Linked DNA regions of Astyanax mexicanus: region 2 is linked to region 1. A link is a contact called in public Hi-C data. All regions are on one chromosome and are shown on one strand. Each heading gives the region's core, a stretch centred on a gene start, on an enhancer-like site or on the middle of the called end of the contact. The rest is flanking DNA. Distances are from core to core; before and after follow the strand shown. Region 1 overlaps rgmd (RGM domain family, member D). Region 2 holds the start of rgmd (RGM domain family, member D).

Region 1 (6,049 bases), core at 1,107-3,606:
GGTAATGGAGAATCCCTGCATGTTTAAGGCTGGAGAATACTGTATTTGTCCATTATGCACAGCTGATTTAACCAAGTTTGCAAAAGTATGAACTACAAGCTAGACCATCCTACTGTAAATAGAAAGCAGTTAAAGTGTAATCTGTTTTGCTAGTGATCTACAGTCACTGTACAGCACACATTGTAATATTTGTCATACTTTTACTGAAGGTCCTAGGCCACATTGGTTCTCTCTTCCTCACCACTTCACTCTTCTATAACTAGTTATACACTTTGTTACTTGTATGTTGTGTTGTGTATAAAAATGGGTATTTATCTTTTAGATATGGTTAGAACATTTCTATTCATCACTTGTGATTTTGGCCAACTTAACTTTACCCTCTTTCTCTGTTCCTCATAGTGTACTGTCAGACATGTCGGATCCAGAGGTGTAATGCAGAGTATGTGGCCTCTTTCTCTCCATCCGGTGGCCTTCAGGAAGAGGTCCTCACAGACGTGGACCATTGCATTGCCTTGAGAGCCTATTCCCTGTGCACCAGACGTACAGCCCGAGGCTGCAGAGGAGACCTGGTCTACCACTCTGCTGTGTTCCGCATTAAGGAGCTCTTTGCCCAGCACAACTGCTCCAGCGACGGCCCCACGTCTTCGGCCAAAGCCCCCAGCACTTCCAGGCCAGCCGTTGTGGACGTTTGTGACTACGAGAGCCGAGCTCTTGCCTCTGGCCCTGCGGCACAGCAGAAGAAATATGGCCACTGTGGATTATTTGGGGATCCCCATTTGCGGACATTCAGAGATGAGTTCCAAACATGCAGAGTTGAGGGCGCTTGGCCCCTCATTCATAATCGCTACCTGTCAGTACAGGTCACAAATGTACCGGTTGTGGAAGGATCAAGTGCAACAGCGACAAATAAGGTAAGCAATCAGTACATAGTTTAAAAATAAATAAATATATAGACGCAATCAGTTTTATTTAAAAAATTCACATAAATGAAACATTTCTTTCTCAAGCATTTCTTTCTGTCTAAGAAAATAACACTTGCAACTAGACAGGTGTGGAGTTCATGCAGATTATTTTTTACTTTACCTTAACTGTCAGTTCATGAGGTCAGCAGAACAGGGCTTTCTTTCTATCTGTTTCTTTTTTGGTCACAGTACATTAATACTGAGTATTGGTCAATACCAATCTGATATGATCTTACTATGTAGAATGTGCTGCTCTCAGTTCCTCAGTAAAACACATTTAAACCTCAGTTATCGTTTTCACGTTCCACTGTAAAATAATTTCATTAATGGTGCTTAGACGACACAGGAGGGTGCTATTCTACAAAAGTAAAAACAAAAAATTGGAAATTAATAAAAAGTATTGCTTTGTTTCTCCCAAATGTTAAAGCTCCTAGTCAGACCTATGTAAATGTATTTTGTATTGAAAGCATTTATAAGAAATTACACAAATGCAGTCAGTTATGGTTTGATACAGTTGGACAGTTGGTACTTTTGCAAGGATTGTTACAGGTTTGTTTTTTTTTTGTTTTTTTTTTTTTTGTTTTTTTTGGAGAAACTTTTGAGAAAGTGCCTTAGGTCACTGATCTCAATATGACATATCAAAGATATGAAGTGTCTGTAGATGACAGTAATTTGGAAATGTTCTATCAGTAGCCATAGTTACACAGCAGTCCAGAATGATGTACATTTTTATTTATTTATGTTTCTCTATTGACATTCATTTCTGATAATCCTTATATGATGAAAAATGGGGAAAAAAGTAGTATCTGCCTTGAAGAGAATAAAAATTCTTGTTAGTTGCCAGTTTGTTGTTAGATACTGTTATTCTCCTGTCATGTGTGCTGTTTTCTGTTCTCCTGCTGCCACACTGTGGTGTGAGATGGTACTTCACACCACAAAGTCAAGCTTTGATTTGTAGACAAATATGGACTATTTGGACTAAAGTATTACGATACCTGCTCATTTTTTTTTAACAACTGTCTTTGCTCTTCAGGGGAAGCTTTCTATTAGATGTTAATGCATTGCTGGGTATCAGTATCATTTTGCTTGGGTGAAAGTTAAAGTAGCTGAATGCAGTCATTAGATTGGTGATTTTATTATTTAAATGTCTTGTACAATTACATAACTTCTTGTGTAATCTTCACAACGGTTACTGAAGTTAAGTCTTAAGGACAGTTAATGAATATTAAGCCTGGGGTTCAAAGTGTAAAAACGTGATTGACTGCTTTCACTGTTACTCACCAGTCCCATTTGTCTTGTCCACAGATAACGGTCATATTCAAATCGTACCACGACTGCACTGAACAAAAGGTGTACCAGGCCACCACAGAGGACTTGCCATCAGCCTTTCAGGATGGCACACGCAGTGGCGGGAAGGGTGGCAGCCTGTATATCGTGGAGGATGGTAGCAGGAGCACTGGTGGACGGCAGGTGATGATCCAGGCCCGCTACCTTGGTGCGTCAATCATTGTGCGGCAGGTGGGACGCTACCTAACCTTCGCCATCCGCATCCCGGAAGAGCTGGCGGAGGAGAATGGTGGATTGCAGCTGTGCCTGCATGGCTGTCCCCGCAGTGAAGTAATCAAGGCCCATGTGCTCACTCGACAGCATGGTCTGCGTCCGCCGCGACTCCTGGGTTCCTGGTACGAACCGGAGGAAGAGGATGGTGGTGGAGGAGAACTGAAACCAGGTTTATCCGCTCAAAAAGATATGCTAGAACGTGCCACCACCAAGTGTAGAGAGACTCTGCAGGTGGAGGACGTTTACTTCCAGTCTTGCGTCTTTGACATCCTCACCACAGGAGATCTGGAGTTCTCCATGGCTGCGTACGGGGCCTTGGAGGATCTGAAGGCACTTCCACCCAGCACTCTCAAGCAAAGCTCACCACGGACTCCACACATTTATAATGGAGCCACCACAGCTTCGTCATCCCTTTTTGTTGCTCTGATCTTGGTGTTTCTCTTTTGCTGAAGTGACCAGATTATCTGGCATGAGCTTGAAAGGTTGGATTGCAAGACTTGATCTTCTGTTGTTTTTTTTTTCTAAATTGTTATGGATGGTTTGAGTTTTAGAAGAAGCATTCAAACAATTTTTTTATGCTTGAACAACCCCATCGAACCCCGAGAGACTGCAAGAGCAAAAAATATGAACTCACAAGGCTGTGATCTGTATTGCCACTTAACACTATATGTGTGATCTTTCCAGAGTGGAATTGTGTTGCAATATAATAATACAGATATATCTGAAGGGTACGTTACGGTCTGCAAATGCTAAGGGCAGCTAATCAGAATAGGTTCTTGAACGTCATTATCAAGTTGGCAGGACAGTGTCTTTTTAATACACATACTATTTTAACTTTCAAAATGATACACACTAATATCAGACTGCAGGGAGATTAAATGTTAATGAAGTATGGACATGGACACTACCCTGTCATGGACTGGTATGTACAGACAGTGTTTCATTCTTCCTACATCAAACTTGGCACTTACACTCCACCCTTTTAAAGCAAATGAAAAGTTAATGTAATGGGATCCAACAACTGATCGAAAATACTACCTATCCATACGTCTGGATCTGGGTTCAGAATTTCCGTAAAGAAAGCTACAGGTATTGTATGAAAAAAAAAAAAAACACTAATTCTTCAAGCTGCTCTGCTTACAGCATTAATGTTTAAGGTTAAGAAACAAATTCTTTATATAATAATATATTGAAAGAGTGTATATATGTGTTGTATAATGTGTACATTCTTCTGTGTATAGATGATTTTAAATGTGACATGTTTTGCAGCTGTTTTACTTAGATTTTTGTAAACTGTGTAAGAAGTAACTAATATGTAACCCCTCTTCTTTTCCTAATTAAAACAAAATATTGCGACCTATCTTGCTGTTTTACTGCCTTCTTCTGAAGTTTTTATGTGTAGGTTTGTTGCCTTATGTATAAATAATGTGGCTTGATGGCCTGCTGTACTGTGCTCCCAAGTTTACGTTTTTTTCGACGCATTTGAGACTGTCTGACATAATCACCTCTGGCCCTTGCCCAAGGACAATAATTGTTACTGCAAATGAATCATGGGAAATCAAATCAGGAGACAGATGGTTGTTTACCTACCCAAGCAGGTAATGAGTAAATAAATACATAAATGATTAGGTATACCACAAACCACTGTGGGGACAATAAAAAAAAGTTTAAACATCTGGAACAGTTGCCAAGGGGAGATTCCCTTAATTCACATGTTGTCCTTTGAGAGTGAAAATAAGGGCAAGGGAGAGGCATAATAGGAGAAACCCGAGGTTCTTTCACATTTAGGAATGCATCAATATGGTCTCTGTGCTTGGAATTTCTCATTAGAGCTGTCATTTCTACTGGACAAGGTATGATAAAGGTACAAAACACACTGCATTAGTCATGTTTTTCCATGATAAACTTAGTGTAAAAGGAAAAGCAACTTAAACCAATCAGATATAATGCAGGATTGACTGATGAACAAAACAATATAAAATAAATAGAGAATATCATGCAGCAATTTATTTACATTCACCTGTCTGAAAATTATACATTCTGAACAGAGAGCTTTCTTAATCCTAAAAAGGTTCTTCGGGGAGCCTGGGAGAATTTGTTCTTTGTTCTAAAAAAACTTATTTTGTTTCTTAGACGGTCCAACCAGAATAAAGCTGTTTTTTATCCATCAAATATCAAAAAAATGTTTATGCTATGATGGGGTGGAAACCTTAAAATATTGCTTAAGTCAAATGAAAAATGGCAATGGGGAACATTTATTGTTAAATAAATTATGTCAGACTGTGAGTTACATGATTCTCTGATCAAGTGGCATGGGTGTACAGTGATATATTCATCTGCTGATGAAATATATATATATATATATATATATATATATATATATATGTGTGTGTGTGATGTTGATATATGCATTTATATACTTTTTTAAAACTTACAGAGAAAGTAGACACCCCGGTATAGGTTTAGAAACTAATACAATTAGCCTAAATCATTTTCCAGCAGGACCTGACACTTCCCACACTGTCAAAAGTACCATTTGGTCTTCTATAATATTCAAATTTTCTGAGACAGATTTTTTAAATCATCAACAATAAAATAAATAAATGCTTAAAATAGATCACTCTGTGTGTAATAAGAATATAAATATATATTGCACCAGGAGTGGCATAAAGTTATCCAAAATCAGTGTGTAAGACTGGTGGAGGAGAACATCAAGTTGATTGAAAACTGTTATTAAAAAACAGGGTTATCCCACCAAATGTTGATTTATGAACTTTTAAAACTTTATGAATATGAACTTGTTTTCTTTGCATTATTTAAGGTCTGAAAGCATCTTTTTTGGTATTTCAGTAATTTCTCATTTTCTGCATATAAATGCTTTAAATGATAAATTTTATAGAGAATTTGGGAGAAATGTCCGTAGTTTATAGAATAAAACAACAATGTTCGTTTCACTTAAATATTTACCTATAAATAGCAAAATCAGATAAACTGATTCAGAAACTGAAGTGGTCTCTTATTTTTTTCCAGAGCTGTATAAGATATAATTCTAATACTATCGTATCCCCTACTGGAAACGTCTGGCACGTGACACAGTACAGCTTTTCAGAGGTAGCTTTCGACATTTTAAAATGCTTGTGAAAAAATATGATAATTGTAATCATAATAACGATATATTTAAAATATGGGTATGTAAAGCTTGTCATTAAATATAAACTACACAAAAGTAAGAAATTGTGCGGCCCACGTGACCCCTCCTCCGCGCGGTCTGTTTGATTATGCTTCATTCTCAGGTGTGGAAGCACCTGTAGTTGGACCTGTGTTTGGACATGGCGTCGAAAAAGCCTGAAGATATTTGACGGAAAAGAAGAGACGGAGAGACGCGGCTCGTTCGTAGTTTGGAGGTAGGACAATGTTTTAAGCCACAGTGGTTTAATATTGTAACATCGAGCTCGAGTACGCGTACCCATGCTAAAGCAGCCAGCTAACACGACCGTTAGCAGACTAGCTACAAGCCTTTAGCTTAG
Region 2 (5,894 bases), core at 814-3,313, 58 kb before region 1:
TTAACAAACTTAAATTCAACCCAACTTAATTTTAAATTCAACTTAAATTAAAGCTCTAAAAATGGTTGTCATGATTTTTATGTTTTTGTATTATTTTCATGTGTTTAAGTCTGGCTTTCTTTTCAATAGTAATTTAGGCTACCTACACTGACATGCCAAAAGTCGTAGAACTGGAACAACTATCATGTTCCATGACTTATGCCATGTCTGATGGAAGCTAAAGCATGATGTATTGGCCTGAGGGATATGCTTAAGGGCCTTCTGTGAATGTTGATGTGAATAAATGTGGATGTGATCTCTGGATGTTGAACAGGTAAAATTGTCAGTGTTTTACCTAACTCAACAAGATAACACAATTTTTACTTCACAGTTTTTTACAGGTGTGGGCATTTATTTCGAAGCCATCTCTTGAAGAAACATTTCATGCTCAATTTAAACACTGCCGTCTCATGAATTTTGGCATGTCTGTGTAGTAACGAAAACATTCTGTTTCATTGATTAATGCTAAAGAATAACAGGGGGTTGGGAAATTGTCATATAGGAAACAAATTATGACGATTTTCATACAGAAACCCAGACAAATATCAAAAGTGGATTTCATGGGTAATAAATAATATACATGAAAAATGCAGGACATGGGGTCTTTAAAAAAACATTCATTTGAAAGGTTCTTTAATCTTTGCAATCGATGGTTCTTGAATAGCATTGCTGTAGAGAATGCCTTCATTTTTAAGAGTGTATGGTGCATGGGTGGCGGTTGGGGGTTGGATGAATTCTTCTTTCTCTCTTTTTCTTTCTCTCTCTCCTCCATAGACGAGTGAAAGACCAATTAACAAAGGATAAGAAGTGAACCGTAAATACCCTCAACAAGGCCCAACAAGAACAAGAGCTCTCTCTCTCTCTCTCTCTCTCTCTCTCTTTCAGTGTGTCTCTCTGTCTCTCCCCCTCTTTCTCTCTCTCTTGCTTTCACCCTGTGTCTCTCCTCCCCTCCACCTCTCACAAAAAGAAGGCTCAGCGCTTACAAAGTGCCAATTAACACTGAATGTTTGCCCCTCGCACCTCCCTCGCCGAGCCGCTGACAGTGATGGTGTTTGGGTTAATACCAAAGGCCTGCAAAGAATTATAAATCTCCTCCTTCAGCCCCACCATCCCCACCCCCCATCCCATCATCACCACCACCACCACCATCCCAACACACACACACACACACACACTCACACACACATCTCCCCTCCCTGCTCTTCTACCCTCTCCTCCACAATCCCTTTATTTTGTTTCCAATGGGGTGGTTTTACAGTTCAGTGCACGTTCAAAGAGTGATATAAAATGACTTTCCAAAGAATGTTCGTTCGGAGAGGAGGAGAAGAGGCTTGCCCGGGGTTAGGGGTAGAACCAGGGGTGGGGCAACAGCACCAGGGAAAAAGTTCTGGGCAGAGAGAGAAGGGAAGCTTCCTTTAGTACAGCACCATTGTTTTGGTTCGGTGTGCACCGTGTGCACTGTATTGCATGTTGTTTTGAGCCGTTTGTGTGACTGTCATTTAGCCGCTATGTTACAGAAGCAATGCTTACCTCATCAGTCATGGCATGTTTGGTCTGGTGTAATGTTTGGTGAAGCTATTAAAATACTTTTTACTAATTTGACTAAAAAGTATTTTATGCTAATAAGCCAATAAACTAATAACTTATTTGCAAAGTGGTAAAGCAAGATTATTTAGCACATTTACTTTAAAGTAATGTAAAATGTCAAACTCCTGTAAATGCTCCACTGACATTATAAGAGGGATCACTGCTACTGCATTATGGAACTTTGGTGGAGCTCCACAAGAAACACACATGAGAATGCACAAGATATGTAACAACAACAAAATAAATAAATATAACAATTGACTGTATAATACATTATTCCATGATATTTTTTGTTTTCATTTTTGTTTAACATTTTATCAATATGGCGTATACATTAGATATCCAGTATCTTCAATTATCAGAATATTTACTATCAAATTTGAGTTAATTACTTTCTATTCAGAATTAACACTGCATATGTCTTGGTCTGTTTCAGCACATTGCAGCTACAGTCATGGGAAAAACTTCTTCACAGACTTGACAGTTGTCCAGAAGACGATCATCAACACGTCTTATAAAGAAGGTAAGCCACAGGAGATCATTGTTGAGAAGGATGGCTGTATCAAGCCATATTAATAGAAAGTTAACTGGAAGGAGAAAATGTGATAGGAAAAGTAGAACGAGCAACAGGGATAACCATAACCTTGAGATGATTGTCAAGAATTTACAAAAATTGTCCAGTCGATTTAAGAACAGAGGCTTACAATGAATTGATTGAGGCTGGTTTCAAAAGACAATGTCAGAAGTGTCTTATCTTTTTAAGCACTTAGAGTCTGCAAAAACAGTAGAAAGGTACATAATTCAAGGTGTCTGGGGTCCAGTGTGAAGTTTATGTAGTCTGAGATGGTTTGGGGTGATATCTGCTGGTGTTGGTTCACTGTGATTTATCTAGTCCAAAGTCAACAAAAACATTTACAAGAAGATTAAGAGGAATTCCTGATTGCATCTGCTGACAGGCTTACTGAGGATACCTGCACACAGTGTTGAAACTGTGCTTGATTGGCCAGCCAATTCACTGGACCTGAACCCTAAGAACCCTAAGAGTCTATGGGTTCTTCTCAAGAGTAAAGGGGAAATTACCCCCAAACCAAGTATTGAGGGATTAAATGAACATGCTTAGACATTTCTGAATCAGACATTCTTTTCTGTTTAATTTTTTGAAATATTCTAGCAGTTTGAGATACTTCTCTGATTAAGTCTATAAGCTACACGCTATATTTGAGATATAGAAATTTACATTCACTACACAACAAATGCATACAAAATTTCCCACGAATCCTGTCTAACCCAAATGTGTTGAAGTGTGTTCTTGCCAGACAGACCGAGGCAAGTGTGAGACACTGCTGGTTTGAGTCATTTATCAAAGGGCCGGCAGTGACACGGTTGTTTTTCCTCCCCTGCGTGTGCCCATAAATCAGTGTGCTGAATAAAAGAGTGGAGAAGGCGGAGGGCGACAGGGGTTAAACCCTCGGAGAGACTCGCACCCTCCTCTCTGTCTGAAGATTCCTCCTGACCCCCAAATCTGCTTCACGATCAGTCCCGCTGTCCAAAGTCTGGTGATAAAGATCACAAACTGACACTTTCACGATAGCTGCAGATCCAGTGGCACATTATTATGGCAGCCTTGGCTAGGCCTGCAGAGACAACTGGATGACCCTGACTGTAATGATGGATTTGAACTTGCAGGACATAAACTATAAGGTGGGAACCGGCATAATTTATGGTTGATCAATTAGACCTGAAAGAGTTATCGTAGCCAAAACAAGTACTACTTGAAGATACTGTACATTAGCCTCATAGCTTAATCAAAAAATCGCAAAACACAAAAGATGATAGTTCCTTATCATTCATCCAGACTGAGTGGAATGCTCTGCATCAGCTGCACATCAGCCATAGATCACAACATATCAGCTAGTGAAGTACTGCTAGCAGTAGCATCCACCCAGTACCTGTGGGATGAGGTGTCTTGATGTTTGTGATCTATACACATCTCATTTCAGGAAGATGACATGACCCCCATAAGTCCCCCATGTGACCTCCAACAAACATATATATATATTTTTTTTTCTTCAGTATCCTTCCCTCTTACCTTATATATTTTTGTATTGCATTATCAATAATCAAAATAATCAATATGCAGCAGAGCCGCACAATCTGTAAGAAAGGTAGGATGTCTGTAACGTTTTTGAAATTGAATGTAATTAAATTACTACAGTATTACATTTATGTACTACACTACTATTATGGTGATATTGTAGTGAATATCTATGATGAACATGTACAGCTCTGGAAAACAATTAAGAGACCACTTCAGTTTCTCTGATTTTGCTATTTATAAGTAGATATGTTTGAGTAAAATGAACATTGTTGTTTTATTCTATAAACTACGGACAGCATTTCTACAAAATTCCAAATGGCTAAAATAACGAAAAAAGATGCTGAACTGCATGAATTTGAAATTATATGAAATATATGAATTATATGAATATGAAATTATTGAAATTATTTGAGCTTTCAGAGCTCAAATAATGCAAAGAAAACAAGTTTATATTCATAAAGTTTTAAGAGGTCAGAATTTAATATTTGGTGGAATAACCCTGGTGTTTAATCACAGTTTTCATGCATCTTGGCATGTTCTCCTCCACCGGTCTTACACACTGCTTTTAAATAACTGTATTCCACTCCTGGTGCAAAAATTCAAGCAGTTCAGCTTAGTTTGATGCCTTGTGATCATCCATCTACCTCTTGAATATATACTACAAAGATTTTCAATTTGGTAAAATTAAAGAAACTCATCATTTTTAAGTGGTCTCTTATTTTTTTCGAGAGCTGTATACTACTACATGTACTCTGTGACATAATTTCAAGAACCATTTAAAGTGAAGATTTTTAATTTAGCCTGAAAAGCACAATCCTGAATCAACACAGTTGATTCACCTTTGGGCAGTACACAGGTATAGGAAGTGAATACATGTCAACATTGTGCAAAATCTCACAGGATAAAACTGCTTAGGATGAGTTTGTTAGAATAGATTAAATGTATTGGTGGCCTTCATTTCATTCGCACTCTTTTAGGTTTTAGAGTTTGTTCAGTATGATTTACAGTTTTGTTTTTACAAAAACGGACCCGACTTTAAGAGCAGCCCACATACTTTCAGTAAGGTTAAGGTCAGGACATTGGGAAGACCGTTCCAAAAGCCTAATGAAAGCCTGCTTCATCCATTCCACACCCACCTTTGATGTGTGTTTGGGGTCATTGTCCTGCTGGTGCACCCAATTGTGTTCACCACCATCTAGCTTAGTCCCAAAACATCTTTGATCCATCCAGCAACTTGTGATGAAGACCAAAAGATCATGATGCAACCACCACCATGCTTAACAGTGTAACAGTTTCTTGTAATGTTTTTTTGTATATCACTGTGTTCGTTAAACTGTTTTCAACAGCATCTCTCTCCACCTCCTGTCCACCCACTGCCCACCAGTGGCCTTCACATTGAGCAAAAGGACAGGAGCGAATGATTATTTAGTGAACAGAGTGAACATTTTCATTTATTGCACGGAATTGTCTTGCAACAACTTCCAAGCACTGCTGCCCAACTGATGTCTGTAAAATTGGCCTGTTTTGTCCTGGAGTGAAGATGGCACCTCACGCACACACAGATGCAAAGAGCAGCCGAAATGGAAGCGATTACATCTAAGATGTGCCATCTGGGAGCGATTGCTTTAAAAGACGAATTTCAAAGCAGATGAAGATGACAGAGCGAAAAGTAATTGCACGGGATTCGCCAATCTGGTATCCTATTCACATCTTGTTTTCGTGGCCCTTGACCCACTGCATTCATGCATTTATTCATGCATCCTCTCTGACTCGCACACAAAGCTGTTTCCCATATTGTCTCACTGTCATCCACGAACAAATAGCTGCACTTACTGCGAGCTTGGTGTCGTTTTTTATTCAGTAGGGTTCTTAATTACTAGCTCAGTGCACTGTTCAAAACAAATCCACTCAAATGATTCATGCATTGGAGAGATAAATCTAGGGAAAAAAACTTAGAATCTAGAGTAGAAAACAGAAAATATGCTTTTAAGAAGCAGATGAACATGATATATTACTCATCCCAGATGCGTTCAATCAGGCAAGACATGTTTGGTATCTGAAGTCTGTTTCTTTACTCCAGAACAGAAGAGGCTAGTCTAGCTTTGCAATATGGCAAACACTGGAATATACTAAAGTCTTACAAACAGAACATGTTTGCAGTACTTTTGAC

The links. A called contact is a pair of places that touch in the nucleus more often than the background predicts.
Region 2: a Hi-C map of muscle shows a contact between it and region 1, with 8 times the contacts expected there. The contact joins the promoter of rgmd here to the enhancer-like site in region 1. A contact is called at or near these places in 2 of 3 Hi-C or Micro-C datasets (both in muscle).

Annotation. Positions count from the first base shown.
Region 1 is chr16:24,307,523-24,313,571 of AstMex3_surface, reverse strand. It overlaps rgmd (RGM domain family, member D), which reads left to right. Exons shown (of 10, transcript XM_022669800.2): 9 at 400-911; 10 at 2,268-3,882. The coding sequence ends at 2,972. LOC125782168 (a long non-coding RNA gene) reads left to right here and starts at 5,738. Exons shown (of 6, transcript XR_007424718.1): 1 at 5,738-5,926. Within about 2 kb of position 2,356, the one cell type or tissue checked has an H3K27ac peak away from gene starts, as active enhancers do.
Region 2 is chr16:24,365,735-24,371,628 of AstMex3_surface, reverse strand. rgmd (RGM domain family, member D) reads left to right here and starts at 2,063. Exons shown (of 10, transcript XM_022669800.2): 1 at 2,063-2,149.